4 separate regions of the Mus musculus genome follow, and regions 1, 3 and 4 are each linked to region 2. Evidence: chromatin contacts called from public Hi-C and HiChIP or PLAC-seq data. All regions are on one chromosome and are shown on one strand. Each heading gives the region's core, a stretch centred on a gene start, on an enhancer-like site or on the middle of the called end of the contact. The rest is flanking DNA. Distances are from core to core; before and after follow the strand shown. Region 1 overlaps Klhl29 (kelch-like 29). Region 2 holds the start of Klhl29 (kelch-like 29). Region 3 overlaps Klhl29 (kelch-like 29). Region 4 overlaps Klhl29 (kelch-like 29).

The links. A called contact is a pair of places that touch in the nucleus more often than the background predicts. HiChIP or PLAC-seq counts read pairs in DNA pulled down with a chosen protein or histone mark.
Region 1: a Hi-C map of cerebral cortex shows a contact between it and region 2, with 2.6 times the contacts expected there. The contact joins the enhancer-like site here to the promoter of Klhl29 in region 2. A contact is called at or near these places in 2 of 39 promoter capture datasets (hippocampal neurons and trophoblast stem cells), 1 of 15 datasets of contacts at CTCF or cohesin (the NIH/3T3 cell line), 12 of 484 Hi-C or Micro-C datasets (adipose-derived mesenchymal stem cells, cerebellar granule neurons, cerebral cortex and 8 more), 18 of 115 datasets of contacts at active chromatin or transcription factors (the NIH/3T3 cell line, VIP interneurons, craniofacial prominence and 11 more) and 3 of 9 other capture datasets (adipose tissue, embryonic stem cells and liver).
Region 3: a contact with region 2 is called in a Hi-C map of uterus, with 2.6 times the contacts expected there. The contact joins the enhancer-like site here to the promoter of Klhl29 in region 2. A contact is called at or near these places in 1 of 39 promoter capture datasets (hippocampal neurons), 8 of 484 Hi-C or Micro-C datasets (the HL-1 cell line, the N1E-115 cell line, embryonic stem cells and 5 more), 7 of 115 datasets of contacts at active chromatin or transcription factors (craniofacial prominence, embryonic forebrain, embryonic limb bud and 4 more) and 2 of 9 other capture datasets (embryonic stem cells and liver).
Region 4: a contact with region 2 is called in an H3K4me3 HiChIP or PLAC-seq map of forebrain, with 3 times the contacts expected there. The contact joins the enhancer-like site here to the promoter of Klhl29 in region 2. A contact is called at or near these places in 1 of 39 promoter capture datasets (hippocampal neurons), 1 of 15 datasets of contacts at CTCF or cohesin (the NIH/3T3 cell line), 9 of 484 Hi-C or Micro-C datasets (the HL-1 cell line, the N1E-115 cell line, embryonic fibroblasts and 5 more), 17 of 115 datasets of contacts at active chromatin or transcription factors (the NIH/3T3 cell line, craniofacial prominence, embryonic fibroblasts and 9 more) and 3 of 9 other capture datasets (adipose tissue, embryonic stem cells and liver).

Annotation. Positions count from the first base shown.
Region 1 is chr12:5,161,362-5,165,202 of GRCm38.p6, reverse strand. The region is part of intron 3 of Klhl29 (kelch-like 29); the gene reads left to right. Among named protein-coding and RNA genes, the nearest start is that of Gm51980, 120 kb to the left of the region's middle. Within about 2 kb of position 2,297, at least 16 of the 459 cell types and tissues checked have an H3K27ac peak or open chromatin away from gene starts, as enhancers often do. A contact at or near this core is called in adipose tissue, cerebral cortex and hippocampal neurons, where this site is marked.
Region 2 is chr12:5,374,186-5,378,105 of GRCm38.p6, reverse strand. Klhl29 (kelch-like 29) reads left to right here and starts at 2,424. Exons shown (of 14, transcript NM_001164493.1): 1 at 2,424-3,004. 2810032G03Rik (RIKEN cDNA 2810032G03 gene) reads right to left here and starts at 2,386. Exons shown (of 2, transcript NR_015579.2): 1 at 1,578-2,386.
Region 3 is chr12:5,211,675-5,215,719 of GRCm38.p6, reverse strand. The region is part of intron 2 of Klhl29 (kelch-like 29); the gene reads left to right. Among named protein-coding and RNA genes, the nearest start is that of Gm51980, 69 kb to the left of the region's middle. Within about 2 kb of position 2,044, at least 116 of the 459 cell types and tissues checked have an H3K27ac peak or open chromatin away from gene starts, as enhancers often do. A contact at or near this core is called in the N1E-115 cell line, liver, muscle stem cells and 3 more, where this site is marked.
Region 4 is chr12:5,180,000-5,183,993 of GRCm38.p6, reverse strand. All of the region lies in intron 3 of Klhl29 (kelch-like 29), which reads left to right. Among named protein-coding and RNA genes, the nearest start is that of Gm51980, 100 kb to the left of the region's middle. Within about 2 kb of position 1,658, at least 39 of the 459 cell types and tissues checked have an H3K27ac peak or open chromatin away from gene starts, as enhancers often do. A contact at or near this core is called in the N1E-115 cell line and forebrain, where this site is marked.

The sequences.
Region 1 (3,841 bases), core at 1,048-3,547, 210 kb after region 2:
TTTGACTCTTCAGTGCTGTGGCAGGAAGGCTACAGAGGTTGACAGGGCCTGGTATTTTCATCTCTTCCAAGTAGCCTTTCTTGCAAGGGAAGTAAGAGAAAGATAAAGTCAAAGACACAAACACGGCGATGTACGACGTACATTAGCAGGAGAGATTGAACGAGTCTCTAAATATTATCTTCCACACACTCTCGAGGTAGCATGCCCTCGGGCCCTTTTTAAATCAAGATTTTATTAAAAAGAAACACGGTTGCAATCATCAAGCAAACAATTCACAAAGACATTTTCTAGAGTGATAAGAATAAGAGAAGCTATTATTTGAGGGATGGGGAACAGAACTTAGGATGCCAGACCCAGGATGTGGTTTCTGCAGCCGTTTTCTGTGTATGTGATGTATGTGTGTGTGCCTTGCATGTACATATGTGAATGTACATGTATGTATGTGTGTGCGCGCTGTCAATTTAATTAGCATACACTAATTACAAAATGATGGGTTATATTATAAAGTGTTCAGATATGTCATGCATGTATATAATGTCCTCGGATTACATTTCTCCCCCTTTATCTTCCTGTCTTTCCTTCCCATTTGTACTTCCCCCTCCCTCTTCTTTCCTTTCTTTTTTGTTGTTGTTGTTGTGTGATGGAAAACGCAATATTTGCCTTTCTGTGTGTGAGTTATTTCTCCAGTTTCATCCGCTTTCCTGCAACCGACATGATGTTCTTTATGGCTGGATAATATTCAACTGTGTATATATACCTCACTCTCTTCAACTCTTCGCCCATTGGCAGATACTTAGTCTGATTCCATCCCTTAGCTCTTGTGCCTAGTGGTGTAATAAGCAGCAATGCGCAAGTATCTCTGATATCGGCTGGCTTAGATTCCTCCAGTGTATAGCCAAGAGTGATATAGCTGGATTGTGTGCAAACTGCATCCTAATTATCTGAGTAACTTCCATATGATTCCCACTATATTAGCACCAGCACTGTGGGAGGGTCCTCTGCTCACCCAGCCTCCCTGACATCTCTTGTTTCCTCTCATGATGCTAGCCATTCTGACTGCGTTAAGACCAAAGCTCAGTATAGTTTTGTTCTGCATTTCCCCAGGTCATCTCCTATTCCATCCTTCCCATAAAAGGTTAGGAACTGGGTTCAGAGACATCTACCAATCCACCAAGGACACAGAGCACGTGAACTGTGGCTTTGAGGTTTCCACCGTATCACTGCCTCTGGTAGCTCACGGCAGGGCCTGCTCAGAGCTGGACAAGAGGCAAGGAGATCACCTGGAAACATCTGGTTTCCAAAGCTAAGGGGGAGCCTACATTATGTTCCTGCTGCCTGTGCCTGGGCTTTCTCTCTATTAGAGCAGAGGCCATATCTCAGGCTATTTGCCCATCCAGGTTTAAACTGTAAGTTGGAGAAATGGGAATATCCTGCAGACAGAGAAACAGCATCTACTTGTCAGAGATAATGGGAGCATCTCAGAGCTCTACTTCCAGCCTTTTGTCCCCTCCTCCCTGCTTGCGTTAATTACCTACCCATAATGCTAACCTTCAGAAAGAAATGAGGGTAAAGAATACAGCAAGTCCAAGTGTCTCGTTTCCTGCCTTTTCATGCTCCTCTAGACAGGTGTGGCACCTTTCACAGACCCCGAGGGAGTCCCTGCAGGTCTCTACACACTCCTATACCCCGGTGCTTGATAGTGTTTGGTCATCACCATGCTCATGTGTAATGCACTGAGCTCTGCCTGTGCCTGGCTGGCTTTTGCAGTGCAGAGGCTCAGTCGCAAGCCTTTGCTCACAGCTCCATGTTGAGGGGAGAAAGCAGGAAATGCATTCCGTACACGGCACGTTAGTGCTGGAGACAGGAGATATTATTTTCAGGGATATCGTGTTAATAGAAGGCTGTGTCTTGAAAAGCATTGCCTTTGAGTTCTATGACTCCTTTCAGATTCCGCAAAAGCACTTTAGGCAAATACTCAGACAGGCGGCTGCTTCCTCCAATAGTGGGTGGAAGGGTCCTAGACCTGGGGCTGCAGCCACAGCCACCAGGAATAAGAACTGGCTGTGGTTGCCGTCCAAGCCAGCCCACGGCCTGGATAATATCAGCAATACTAAAGGTTACAGCTTTTCCTGTGATGTATCGCTTCTTCAGAGAGTATTAAAGATGTTTTGAATCTATTTTTTAGGAATCTTGAAACCGCCAGTGGAACATTTTTGATGTTGTAGTAATGCTTCGAGCTGCAGCGTGGGAAGGCTGGCCCCCTGAGCTACCCTAGGGATCTGGAATGGAAGGCACTGCCTGCCCCTTGTAGTTTTAGCAGTTAGGAAGCAAACTAGGCAGAGCATATGCCAAGGTGTGGGAACAGATGAGATGTGCCAGGGAACTGCATTCTTTCTCTCTTTTGCCAGGGAGTGGGGGAAGTCATACTTGGTGTGTCCAAGGATTGGGGGTGGGTGTGGGGCGTGGGCAGGATTTATTAGGAGGGAGAGTCAAAGGAAAAGTTGCATCCTCGTGGAAGGAATTCTCCAGCCCTGCTTAAGATTCTTTTTTTTTTTTTTTTTTTTTTTTTGGTTTTTCAAGACAGGGTTTCTCTGTAGCCTTGGCTGTCCTGGAACTCACTCTGTAGACCAGGCTGGCCTCAAACTCAGAAATCCGCCTGCCTCTGCCTCCCGAGTGCTGGGATTAAAGATGTGCGCCACCATGCCCGGCTCCTGCTTAAGATTCTTATTGTGCATCTCTCCCCTCAACCCTCCCCTCACCTGGACCCTTCTTACCCAGAGTACAGATTCAAATAAAAATCCAACCAAAGGCAATATAATTGTGCCAGTTGTCAGAGATGGTATGATGGTTAATTGTATATGTCAACTTGATGGGCCTCCCAGATATTTGGCCCAACATCATTCTGCGGATGTCTGCGGCAGTGTCTGGGGAGGAGATTAACGTTGAATCTGTAATCAGTAATCAGAGGAAAGCAGGTAGCTGGTCCCAGTGTTCCCTCAGACCAGACATACGAGGGCTAAGTGGAACACTAAGCTGGCCCCACCTTGACTAAGGGGAGCTCCTACAAAGCTCTTAAACTGGGACTCTGGGTAGGTGTGTGTGTGTGTGTGTGTGTGTGTGTGTGTGTGTGTGTGCCTTCAACTGAGTGGAAACACCAGCTCCTCTTGGGTTTCCAGGCTGCTAGCTTTCAGAGTGGAGTTTACACCTGAAGCTCTCCTGGGTCTCAGGGCCTTCGACTTAGACAAGAATCCTGCAGTCTTGCCAGTCCCCAATTTCTTTATAATATGTCAGACACATATAGATGACAATGATTGTGGCAGGGACTGAAAGACTGAAGCCTTTCCTGAGCCCATGGTCTGGCCTTGGGAAAGGAGTGAGTCACCAAATCCCAGAGGAATTCGTGAGGCTGCTCTCTTCAGAGAGAGCTTCAGCTTCTTCTCTCTGCTGAGAGACATGGAAGCCTGGGTGGGTGTGAATAGAGTTGAGGGTACTTGTTAGGATGTCGTCTTCATGGGCAAGTACTGCTCCTTCCAGGAGGCCAGTACTGTGCACACCGCTGCTGTCTCTCCTCTGATGCAGTCAGATCCGAGCCCAGCAGCCGCAGGCTCCTCAGCCAGGAAGAGACAGCACATCTGTTGTTAGGAGAGGGGTGTTCTAACATTAGTCCCTGTTAGGTAAGATTGACGACCGCCCTTCTCATCCCTCCCTGATAGAAGACAAAGGGAAATATGACTGAAGCTGAGTTACTAATGGGTGTATGTGCACATTTATGTGTGTAAACGTGTATGCGCGCATGCCATAGTGCATGTGCCAAGGTCAGAGACAAGCTCAAACACCAGCC
Region 2 (3,920 bases), core at 1,175-3,674:
AAGCCTCACTGCAAATAGTAGCTAGACATAATTCCACAAAAGATGTGGCTTCTTAAAATCCTATTTGTATACAGGCTCAGATGAAAAGAGGGTAAGGTAAGAAAAATGTGGACATACCCTCTTAAAATCCTATTTGTATACAGGCTCAGATGAAAAGAGGGTAGGGTAAGAAAAATGTAGACATACCCTCTGGGATTCTAATCCATTCAGCTCATCTCTTCCCCCCTGACATTTTGACCCTATTGCTATAAAAAAAAAAAAAAAAAAAAAAAAAAAAAAAAAAAAAAAAAAAAAGCCTTCCTCTGGGATGGGATTCCAGTCTGCTTCTCTTCTCCAACAATGCTTAGCAAGTCAACTGAGAGAATTTTTCTATCCTCACGTAAAGGAAGCCAAGAAAGGATTCCTGGAGTTCACTGCCCCTTCATTCACTTGAGGATCATTCAAAACAATTGGTCAGAAGCTATACATAGCCAAATTGCCAGGTTTTAACCTATTCAAACCTTGGCCATGTCCTATATTGCCTACAACGATCGTACAGGAAGCTGTTCAGAATGTAGCTAGCTGGTGGACTCCTTGTTCACCGCTGGTGAGCACACACAGATCCTCACAGAGGATGGCTTCCCATGGAGCTGGCGTGCCTGTAGCTTCGTTTTGCTTCTCTTTGCATCGAATTGCCTGAGATATTGCTTAGGTGTCTATTTTAAACCCCAATCCATCCCTGCCTCGCTTCCCTGCTCTCTATTCTCTTCTGGTACCTCGTTCACCATCTTGCCAACTTAGTATTCAAACCACACCTATATTTCACCTTCAGGTGTAGTTTGAGGACCTCTGGGGGCTGTTTTCCCCCAAACTGCCACCCTATCTCCCTCTGAGGAGCCTCTGTCACTGCCTTAATGTCACTGCCCTGGCTGTCCTGTCTTGGGGGTAGATTCCTTTGGGATGCAAACACTGTGCGTCCCTAACCCACCTTTCAAGCTTTTGAACACTAAAACTTCATCTGATTCTCCCCCCCCCCCAAATGCAGTTACTCTAACACCAACGGCCCATCTCCCCGCTGTCTTCTTCCCTCTTCACTGACAGTTCTCCTGCTACCCTCAGCAGATTATTATTATTTATTATTTATCAGCCATGACACTGTACTGTGCTTCCTACAAGATATTAAAGGATACACAACCCCTGCACTGAGTTTACAGCCAAAACAGCAGAGCTGTGGGTCTGACAATCACAGGAGGCCCCTGAGAGAAAAAAGTTCTCCCTCCTCCCTGGCAAAGACATGAGTGGAGCCTAGTAAAGCCTTCCCAGGACAGCCAGCCCAGATCAGCCTTAAAAAACAGCTATGTCCCTCCCCTATTACCCACCCACCCCCGCCCCCAGTTTGAAATAGGCCTCAGTATTTGTGTGGATGGGGTGGGGGAGGTATGGGTGAAGAGAAATGAAGAAGGAACCCACCGACTATAAACTTCAGACTTTAACCTTCAGACTTGCCTGAAAGATGGAGGGGAACTGAGCCACAGGCTTTCCCTCTGAATCTCAAAACAGGTGAGGGGTTCTGTGGGTCTGGGAATAAGAAAACTGACCTGCAGAGTTAGCAACCCAAGGAAGACAGGCACAGAAAAGAAGTGTGCTGGAGAGATGAAAAAGCTCACACCCACACCGGTAGCCACAGGTCTCCAGCCAAAGTTTCCTCTTAGTGTTCCAGTTAGGGTCTGCGTAGACAGCATGAAGAGAGGAAGACTCGGTCAGTGTGGATCTTGGGAGGGTTGGCTGCAGCTGGAGTGTCAAAGCAGGCCTGTGTGATCTGAGCAACCCAGGGAGGTCTGTGAAAACAGGAAAGTTCGCATATGCTCAGAAGTCAGGGCAGATGCAAGAAGACAGGACTGGCATGGCTCGCGGTGGTCTTTCAGAGATATGGACGTTCCCTACTCCTTCTCCAGGCTGGAGTGTCATAGGGAGGGCGGAAGCTGAAAGACGATTGGACTTTTCTTTCTCAAACTTTTCCACCAGTTTCCTCAGGTGTTGAGAGCAGCAGGGAAGCTCCCTTCAGTCCGTTTCCTTGAAGCCCGGGCTCTCTCGGAACCCGGAGGCCATGGCCCAGCAGCCCGGCCATGCGTCGTGAGTCTACCGGCGCGGCCACGGAGCCGGGCGAGCCGGGTATCTTTGCAGGGGGCGGGGGTGGCGGACCAACCACGGACACACCCGCTGGCATTGAGCCTGGGGCCCGGCGCGCGGCTGCAGGGGATCCCTGGGGCCCCGGGAGCCAAGCGCTGAGCCGGGCCGGGGGCGCCCCGCCTCCCCCACCCTCCGCCCCCGCCTACTCGGGCGTCTGTGATTGGCTCCGCCCGTCCCTGGCTGCGCGCCGAAGCCCGCCTCCCTCGCAGCTAAAGCAGACGGTACCCGGAGAGGAGCGAGCCAGAAGGGAGCATGGTCCCCGCGCCGCGGCCGCGCCAATCCCCGCGCCGCCGCCGCCGTCGCCGCTGTCCCTGCCACCGCCGATCTAGCAGCAGCTCTAACCCCGGCTCCGGCTACCCAGCGCACGTCCGCAGCCCAGGTCATTGGCGAGCCTAAGCTCAGCCCCCTCCCGGAGCCCGAGCCCGGAGCCCGGCGCCCGGAGCCAGCCCCAGCCCCGCGGCCGCCGCGGCTGCGGGGAGAGGGCGGGGGCGATGCTGCCGGAGCCGCCGCCGCTGCCGCCGCCTCGATGAGAGCCGCGCCGCACCGCGCATAGCCGCGCAGGCTGACAGGCAGAAAGACTGACTTCCCTCTCCCGGGCATCCTCCCTGGGCTGCCGGGAGGCGGCGGCGGAGGAGGAGGAGGAGGGAAAAGGGGAGAAGGCGGAGAGCAGGAACGAGAGGAGGTGGACCTGGATCCGTTTCTCCGGGCCAGGACTCGAGCGGCCCCAGCTACCGCTACCCGCCGGCGCCGTCCCCTATCCATCAACCCTCCTGCACCCATCCGCGACCCTGGGCTCTCTGCGCGTCGGGCCGGGGCTGGAGCGGCGCGGCCGCAGGTAAGAGCCGGATCAGGTTGGGGCTCTTGGGATGCCTAACGGGGCAGAGGGGAGGGAGTAAGGGTTCCCAGGGTCCTGGTAGCTTCTGGGCCAGGCAGGACTTGGGAGTGTGGCCCAGAGCCTGGAACGCTGGGCTCGGCTCTGGCAGTGGCGGCGGCTGGAGCTGGAGCCTCCCGCGTCTGAGCTCGCAAGCCTGCAGAAGCCCTTGCGCCTGCGCTGCTCCGGGGATGGAAAAAAGGGGGAAAAAAACTTCCTGCCCCCGGGTGTGTTATGCAGGGAATGCCTAGGGGAACTATCGCAGTGGTCGAAGGTGCTAGAAGCAAATACGACACCAGAGTCGGGTAGCGCTGGGCCGGGCCAAGCCGTGTGCGCCCCTCTCCTGGCCACCTCCCCCTGCGCGGCCCAGGGCCCCAGCAGTGCCGGGGGACCCAGAAAGCACTGGAAAGCTGGTCCCCAGGGCGGCCGTGTGCCCTGCGGGTTGGGGAGATGCGCGCCTGTGTGCCAAGGGAAGCTAGATGACGGGTTCTGCCACTCGCGTTCTTAGACCCAGCATTTGGGGACCGGGTTTCTTCACTGGATCCCAAGTAACTTTCGAGGTGGAAGAGCTTGAATATCATCTGAATGGAACCCACACAGACCGTGTTGTGACCTCCCCTACATTCCCTTGACACCTTGTGGTTTCCAGCGGGGGTTGGAGGTGGGAGGACAGCTTCAGGGATGCGAAGGGCGGGGAGGTGGTGGCGAGTGGAGAGGGGTTGTTTATGTGTGGGATAGTAGACCGGAGACACGTAGGTGGGAGTGTGGCCGCGCGCCCAGACTGCCACGGGCCATGCGGGCTGACCGCGGGCTCACGTCCGGGTCTTCGTGGCCTGGAGGCAGGAGGGTTATCTGTGGTCGCGCGCTGGTGCCCTCGCTG
Region 3 (4,045 bases), core at 795-3,294, 160 kb after region 2:
AGACCACTCTAGGGTTTCCCAGCTGCCTGGCCCAGGAGGTCTTAGTATCTGTGTGCATTTACAGACACCAGACATTCACTTGGCCTCGAGATTGAGAGTTTCCTGAGAAGTCAGCGCAGAAGCCTGCCAGTTCCTGCTGCCTACCTTAACTACGGCTAGGACGGTCCCCCAGTGATGGGCTCTTCCTCACATGCAGAGACCCACAGGATGTATTTCTGGACCCTCACATACTTCAGGGAAAGGGGCTGTTTTTCCGATGTTGGAGAACAGCAGGGACGGGAGGGCCCTCGGGGCAAGTGACAAGTGATTTGGGGAGGGTAGAAGTCAGGGAGGTCACTTTGATTTCCTCAATTTGATCCTTAATGATGGCTGGTGTCTCCTTCAGGAGAAGGGTACAAAGCCACTCCTCCTCCATTCCTGGATGTTTCAGATGCTATGGCTTCTGGTAGTATTGGGCACAGCAAGGACGTGGTCCCACCTGTGGTTAGGACACAAAACCACTTGTATCTATCCTCTCCCAGTGAATGGGGAGCCTGGAAGGAGGTAGATTCATGAAACCACCAAGTCAAGCAATGTACTTGCCCAAAGAAGCGGACTAGCCCTTTGCTCCCTCCGACCAAGCGACCAAGCGTCAACTGAGAGAAAAGACCCTTCCCATGGAAGACTTTATGCTAGTGACACTCAGAAGGTGGTCTTTGTGCTGACTCATGGGGTAGCTGCATTTCGCATCCTGGTTTTTCTAAGAACTGGTTAGTGAGACTTGGTCCTTGCATTCGGTGTGTGCCTGTGCATGATACACAGTAGCACAGGTAGTTAGAGACTAGTGGCTGGATTGCTAGCAGTGATGATGTTTTCAGAGCAGCGCTTCTTCCTATTAGCTGGGATATCATAAGGAGTCCTCTTCCCTAGGGAAGGGAGAGTATATCAAAAAGAAGATTGTGGAAAGAAAACTGAAGGTCTGACCCAGCGCCCAGAGCTGTGTACAGAGCCCAGGCTCCAAGTCCTGAACTGGATGTGGTACGGGGAAGCAGCCAGTGGTGTCCACATACACGGTGCGATAAAGACATGCAGGCAAAATCATGGAGGCGCATGCCTGTTCTGGAGCAGTAGATTCTATAAATACGAAGCATAAGTGGAAGAAAGGGTTCCCTCTGTGCCTCGCCCCAGCAAGTAGTCTGACCTTCTTCCCTCCTCTCCTAGCTCAGCGTCCCTGGGAGAGTTCAAAGACAGTGCCTCAGTGAGGAAAGAGTTTTGTTGTAAACAAGATCCAGAGCCAAGTTCATGAATTATATGTTTGTCACAGCTTTGTGAATTAACCTGGGGCACGGACAAACTGTGGTCTCCCACCTGGACCTCAGTGTGACCCTCCTCCACCCACTGACGGATGATTTCTTAGACTCTCCACCTCGTTCCTGCGCTTCTGTTCTTTCATTTCAAGGCAAGGTCTCAAGCTATAGCCCCGTTGGCTTCCATCTCCCTATGTAGCCCTATGTAGGGCTGGCCTCAGACCCCACCAATCCTGCCTCAGCCTCAGCCTCTCGGCTGCTGGCATTATGAGGGCGAACTACCACTCTGCTTCAGAACATTTCATCCCAAGTGTGTGTCACAGACAGGGGCTGGCAAGGCTCTCTCACCCAGGCCTAAGGCCTGGGTCCTCTGCAGACTGTCCCCTCCACACCAAAGGCAAGGCAGCGGCTGCTCACACCCTCCCTTCTTGGTACAGGGCCCCATGCCAGCCTCCACCACTGCATAGGCACCCTGCCAGGAAAGGGCACTCTCTCAACGAGGAAGTATTTTTCAGTGTTTTGTCTAGAATTGCTTAACCAGTCGGGTCTGAGGTACCGTGTCCATTCGGAGCCTTCTTCCTCTGCCCAGGCACTTCCTGTGCTTCCAGCAGCTTCCATTCAGGTACACGTGGATGTACACGTGAGACCTCTGTGACATGCTGGCTCTGTGCCCAGCAGGAAATACTTACATTGCCACCTCTGGAGCTGGCCCTTGGCCGACTGGCTCAGAGTAAACTGCCCCACGTTTCTTTCATTCGTTTGAAAGGCGAAATTAAACTGAGGAATGAGGTCTGACCCGAGAGCTTGCATGCAAATAGCTGACCTTTGTTTTGAATACACTTAATGAGACTGAAACCAGATTGTGTGGCCTCCAGCTGCCTGAGTCTCCACCTCCTCCCTGGCATTTGAAGGAGACTGAAAGAGGTGGCAAAAGGCTGAGGACTGTAGGAGGTGTGGATTCTGTTTCTTGTTTTTTTTTTTTTTTTTTTCATACACACTGGATCTATGAGGCCTAGCGTGTGGCCTCCAGAGGTAAACAGCTAGCTACATCCAAAGACATCCCTTTGACCTGATCCCAAGTTGCTCAGGTGCCTTGAGACACATCTTGGCACAGGGGTCCTGGCCTCCCCAAACCTCTGCGCTCCCTGGGAGAGGATGACTTCCCTGCCAGCACATGAGGCTATGTTGTTCTATGGAAATGTAGGGCTGGTGATGTAGGGGTCAAGCAAGGTGAGGTTCTGCTGAAGTAACAAACAGACTGCCACTCTCAAGGTATGAATCTGATACAGATTCGTGTCCCAGTCACAAAAGCCTGGTGCAGGGAGGGTGGCCCCTGGCAGGGAACAGCTTCACTCTCTTGAAGGTGTGACTTCCAAAGTTGCCAGGCGGCAAAGGAGACTATGGAGTCATGGGAGATATTTTGGGGTAAGAGCTAAGGAGATACCAAAATTGATAATGTTTGCCTTTCAACCAAAGACCTAAATTCAATCCTGCTGATCATGAACGCCATCCCGTGTAACCCCGTTGCTAGGGAGGCTGCCTAGAGTCTAACCTAGAAGTAAGCTTCAGCCTAGAGAGAGGCCCTGTCTCCATAAAGATAGATGGCGTTCCTGAAGACAAGGTGTGCAGTCATTCTCACACTCAACTACATGAATGTGTACATACATGCATTTTTTAATCTTAATTTTTTTATTATTTATGTGTATGTGCACAAGCACACACACCATGCTCACATTCGCTGTGGCACCCCTGTGGAGGTCGGAGGATAACTTTCTGGAGTCATTTCTCTCCTTCCACCAAGTGGGACCCAGGGATTGAATTCAGGTCATCAGGCTTGTCAGCGAGTGCCTTTACCCAATGAGCTAGCTTGCTAGTCCTAAAGAAGAACGTATTTTTATTTAGCCAAGTCTGGAAACCGTCTTTGTTGCCTACCCACTCTTTTTGTCTACCAGATCCAGATGAATCCACAACCAAGGCATGTGAGAGAGATCTTACTGGGCGCTTAAAATGAGTACGCAGGACACGGTGTGGCAGATGATACAGCATAGATTCTGCCCACTTAGAACCCAGCTGATGGAAGCAATACCCTGAGACTATGGCCGTTGGTGGGCAGAAATGGGGAAATAGGAGCCCAAGCTATGAGGTCCAGTGTACCCCCAAAATGCAGATTAACCTATAGAAGTGCCCTTGGAGGCTCAAGTCCTATTTGCTAGAAAGCTAGGCCATTGTTTTAATGGGGCAAGATGGCCGTCTCTGAGGCAGGGCATTCATGAGAATGGACATTTAGGCTAGAGAATAATGAGCTCAGCTGTGAATGAGTGGCATTTGGGAACCTGGAGTACAGCCAGGTGGCGTAGGGTAGGCTCAAGGAAGACGGTGAGGTACTCAAGAGAGACATTTTGGGAAAGCAGCTTTGAGTGGCGTGGTTAAAGGGGAGCTGTTACGTGAGATCATCCAAAGAGAGCCAGTTCAACAGCTGGGGAGCGGGGTGAACCCCACGTGGAAGAGCGTAAGGTATGACATGGCGGTGTGTTAGATTTAACAGGCCATCTGTGACCTAAGCAAGAGCATGTTCCCCTGGGGTGGGCGTGCATGTGCCATATGGGAGCAGGTTCCAGGGCAAACAGGAATAAAGAAAATAGAACTAGGTTTCGACCACTCTCCCATAAGCCTCCAGTGGAAAATGTGAGTGATTGCTGGGGGGTGGAGAACAATTGTTTTTTCACTGTGCAATACTGAGTCAATATTTTAAATGAATT
Region 4 (3,994 bases), core at 409-2,908, 190 kb after region 2:
CTCTTACCCTGGACCCAAGATCAGGGGCATTTCATTCCAGCTGGATGGTTGCTATTCCAGGCTCTCCAGAACTCGAAGCAGCCAGTGCTCTGCCAGGCAATGCCAGTATCTTTTCCTCTTGTCTCTGTAAACATGTCAAAAACTGCCTTCCGATCCTCCGTTCTCTGCCTGCCTCTCCTGCCGTGTTCTGGCCTCCCCTGATTTCAGCCTCCAGGAGTGAAGTTCTTCCTGCTGCTCTCCACGAGGAATTGGTGGAACGGAAAATGCAGGAAATTAATGTCCCAGCCTCGAGGCTCCACACAGCATTAGATGGAATTAGAGTAGAATAATGAGTTGATACACATACAATGCTGTTGTTCTTTGATTTTCCTTTCAAAATTCATGTAGTGAACACTCCTGCCATTCCACACCATCTTGGGCTGGGAGCCTTGCTAGCGTCCTGAATGAATTTACATACCAAATGGGTTTTAATTTTATATTTTTGCTTAAGGTCAGGACATTTATTTATTATCATTATTTATTACTGAAGCGCGAGTGGTTTTAATTATTTTAGTGTCCCTCCTACAAAGCAGGATCGCTGCTAGCTACAGAACATTTTCCGTTTCCGCTCACATAAATAATATAGTTTTTAATTTCATGAAGATTTAGTATTCATCTGCTTTGTAAATTAAAGTCATCGTTTACCACAACAGAGACGGAGTGTTTGGTAGGTCCCGGTGTATTTCCTCTGCCCATCACTTTTCCTGACTTTGGTTTGCTGGTGAGTGCCTAGACAAAAGCAGGCCAGTGTCACCTGGCACAGGGGATTCATTCAGATGTGCTGAAGTCATCCAACCTCATGAGCTCTTACATCATGGACTCGCCTCTGCTGTGGCTCCTCCTTCCTTTCCATTTCTCCTTCCCATCTCATCTCTGTTGGGAAGTCTGTCATATCAATAAGTTGTGAGTTCTTGGATCATGCCAAGATCATGCCCCAATCATATGGTGATTCCCTGAATGTCAGTCACCTTGCTTGCCTACGAGTGACTTTCCTGAGGTAGCTTCCTCCTCAGATGCACCACTGAGATGTCCGCATGCTTGATGCTGTTTGTTACCAGGACATTGTTTCATGCCACTGGGTTCATGTCTGCTGCCAGCATAGCCTTTGGAACATACAGGCTGTTTGTGGTTGCCATGGAGAAGCAGAGCTGATTGGTGTTTTAAACTGTGCTATGTGTATGATAGAATGCCCTCACCCACCAGCTGGGCAGCAGACCTGTGGGAGGGTAGCAGTATCACAGTCGGGGGCACTCCCTGGGCTCCGTGTACCCTCTGCTTGGACACACTCAAGAAGCTGTCCCTTAAGACTAACATCTGATTAAAAGCATATTATGTCTAAATGACACCAGCTTCATTCTGCAGAGGTTTTCTTGAGTAGTCTTCCAGTTACCAATGAGCCCCTGGGAGACTCTGTCTCCAAGCAGAAGGCCTGTTTCCTAGTAGCTGTGTCCCCAGGGAGAGGATGAGACATCCTTATCACCTGAACATCATCACACTCATGTCAGAGAGCAGCAGACAGAGTTACTGACAGCCTCCTGGGGATCTGTCAGGGGCCATACCAACTGTCCTTGAACACACCAAAGCTTACGTATAAACAGAAAACAGGCCTCCTCACACTGAGTCATCGTTCTGCATCACGGAGAGGAGGAGATGTGTTAGTGGGTGTGCTCAGGGAAGCTCACTGTTGTCAGGCATCTCCTTCTGAATGAAGGGGGCAAAAGCAGTCCCAGAGGCAGAGCATTTTCCGTACACAACAGCAAGACCTGTCCCAGAGTCCAGCTTCCCAGAACAGTGTAAAGAAAGAATTGCAGGTACATACTTTAGTCCTTTTGCAGATTTCCTGCCTCCTTACCTCGGTGCTGACATAGAGGCACTTGTGGACTGAGTCAGCCGACTAGGAGCCTGGGGACGTAGAAAGTCTCTACACTGTGTTTAGAAGCCAGCAGAACTATGGGCAAATGAGTCTCTTCCCACTGAAACAGGAAGTGAAGTAGCATTGAGAGTTGGCTAGCTCACTCCACTGTTTAGAGATTCTACTTTGGGGAGATGGGGTCCTTGTGAAGTGCAGAAGCAGATTTAAAGTAGGCAAAAAAGAAAAAAAAAAAGATGCAATCAGACATCTGTAGGCCATTTCCCCTGTATATCAGATGGGGAAGTTGACGTCACTTAGCTGGGAAGAGACAGCGTCCCCTACTGCACTCTCAAAGGTACTATTTTTGCCACTCTGCCTAGCACCTCAAAGGCCCCCATTATACTGCAGTGGAGATAGACAAGCCACAACAAAGGTCAGAGAGTAAAATAAGGCTACCTATAGCCACGGTGACAGCTCCAGCAGACATCACAGCTATCCTAAAGGCGGCTGAGAAGGCAGAGACTCAGGGACAGACAGAGGAGCAGGACAGCATGATGGTTGTGGGAACAATCCACCAAGCAAGTGGGACTGGAGGTACTGCCCTCCGAGAAAGGATGAGACCATATAAATGAGTGAGGGGAAAAAGACCAGAGCTCAAAAGTCCTGGAGGAGATTTGGACCTAACCCAAAAAGGAGTCCCCATAGGGAAAGCAAGAGGTGAAGGGCTAGACCCCTGGAACTCCTCCAGGTTGGGTCTCAAACTCACCACGATCTATTACCCATTTCTAAAACAAGAATCTATGAGGTTCCATCTAGCCCTGACCTAAGATGGATGGGTGAGTAGATAGGTAGGTTCTTCTATAGACTTCCTTCCACACCCCTGCAATATGGCTCAGGGCTTTGTCCCCTCTCTGGAATAGTTCTTGCCTGGGTTCTAAGGTGCAGAATGAGGCTCTCGTCAGTGAGAGAAGAGGCTGGGCTGCTCCAAAGGACACGGATCTGGAAAGAGCATCAGTGGTAATGATTAGCACTGATTGTGCAAGAGGAGCTGTAAGTAAGAGCAGCCTCGTTGGTGGGTGGCATTTGTGAATCTTTGCTACTCGCCAGGTGTGAGTAAGTGCCTTGAACATATATGCATCACATCCTGTGGGCCAGATTATTATCATCACTATTTTAAGGTGAAAAACTGAGGGTTAAGGAATTTTTTTAAGCCCAGCTCATCTATAAGGTAAACACCCTTATAAGATTTTCGAACTCAGTTCTGACCTGTTCCAAGACAAAGTGCAAATGCGTACCGAAACTAAAAGTACAAATGAAAATGGCATTCACTGTATTATAAGAGCATGTTCACATGCTTACACATGCTTACACATGCTTACACATGCTTACACATGCTGTGCACGAGAACACATGCCCCTTCCTTGCTTGAACTCACATCCTGTGATGCTCAGTAGCTCTGCAGCCAAGCATGGCTATCTGAGAGCCATTATTAGCACAGAGTCACAGAAAACAACGCTCAATGCTCCTCACTGGTGTCACCGATTGTAACAGCATCTACAGCAGAGATGACTCTGGAGATCCATACGGAGCACCAGCTTGCAAATCCATGGGAAGGATTCTGCTTTGTTGTTTTGATATTTGAGACAGGCTCCCATCATGTAATCCAGGCTGGATTTGATCTCATGGTCCTCCTGCCTCAGCCTCCCAAGTGCTAAGCTAATAAATAGGCTTGCACCAGCATGTCCAAATGGACTGGGGCTTCTCGTCATTCTGAGCACCTGGGCTGCCCTACTTGCAGTATGGGTATGGAGAGCCTGATAGATTAAAATGGCTGATCCTGAGCACTACAAGGTGCCATTGTGTGCCTGGTGGCTCCTGGGACAGGAAGGGGGATAGGTAGAATGGGCATGGAAAAGACAATTGTGACATGACACCCCTCAGGAGCTGCCACCATAAACCCACCCAGCTTGCTTAGAGTAGAGTCCTAAGAAACCTTGGCTCTCATCCCAGGCACTCCCAAGCATCCTTTCTGGTTCCAGGATTGCTCATTCCTGAAGCTGAGCACCTGAAGCAGGTGGAGGGAGGCAGAGAGAAGGGCAAGGC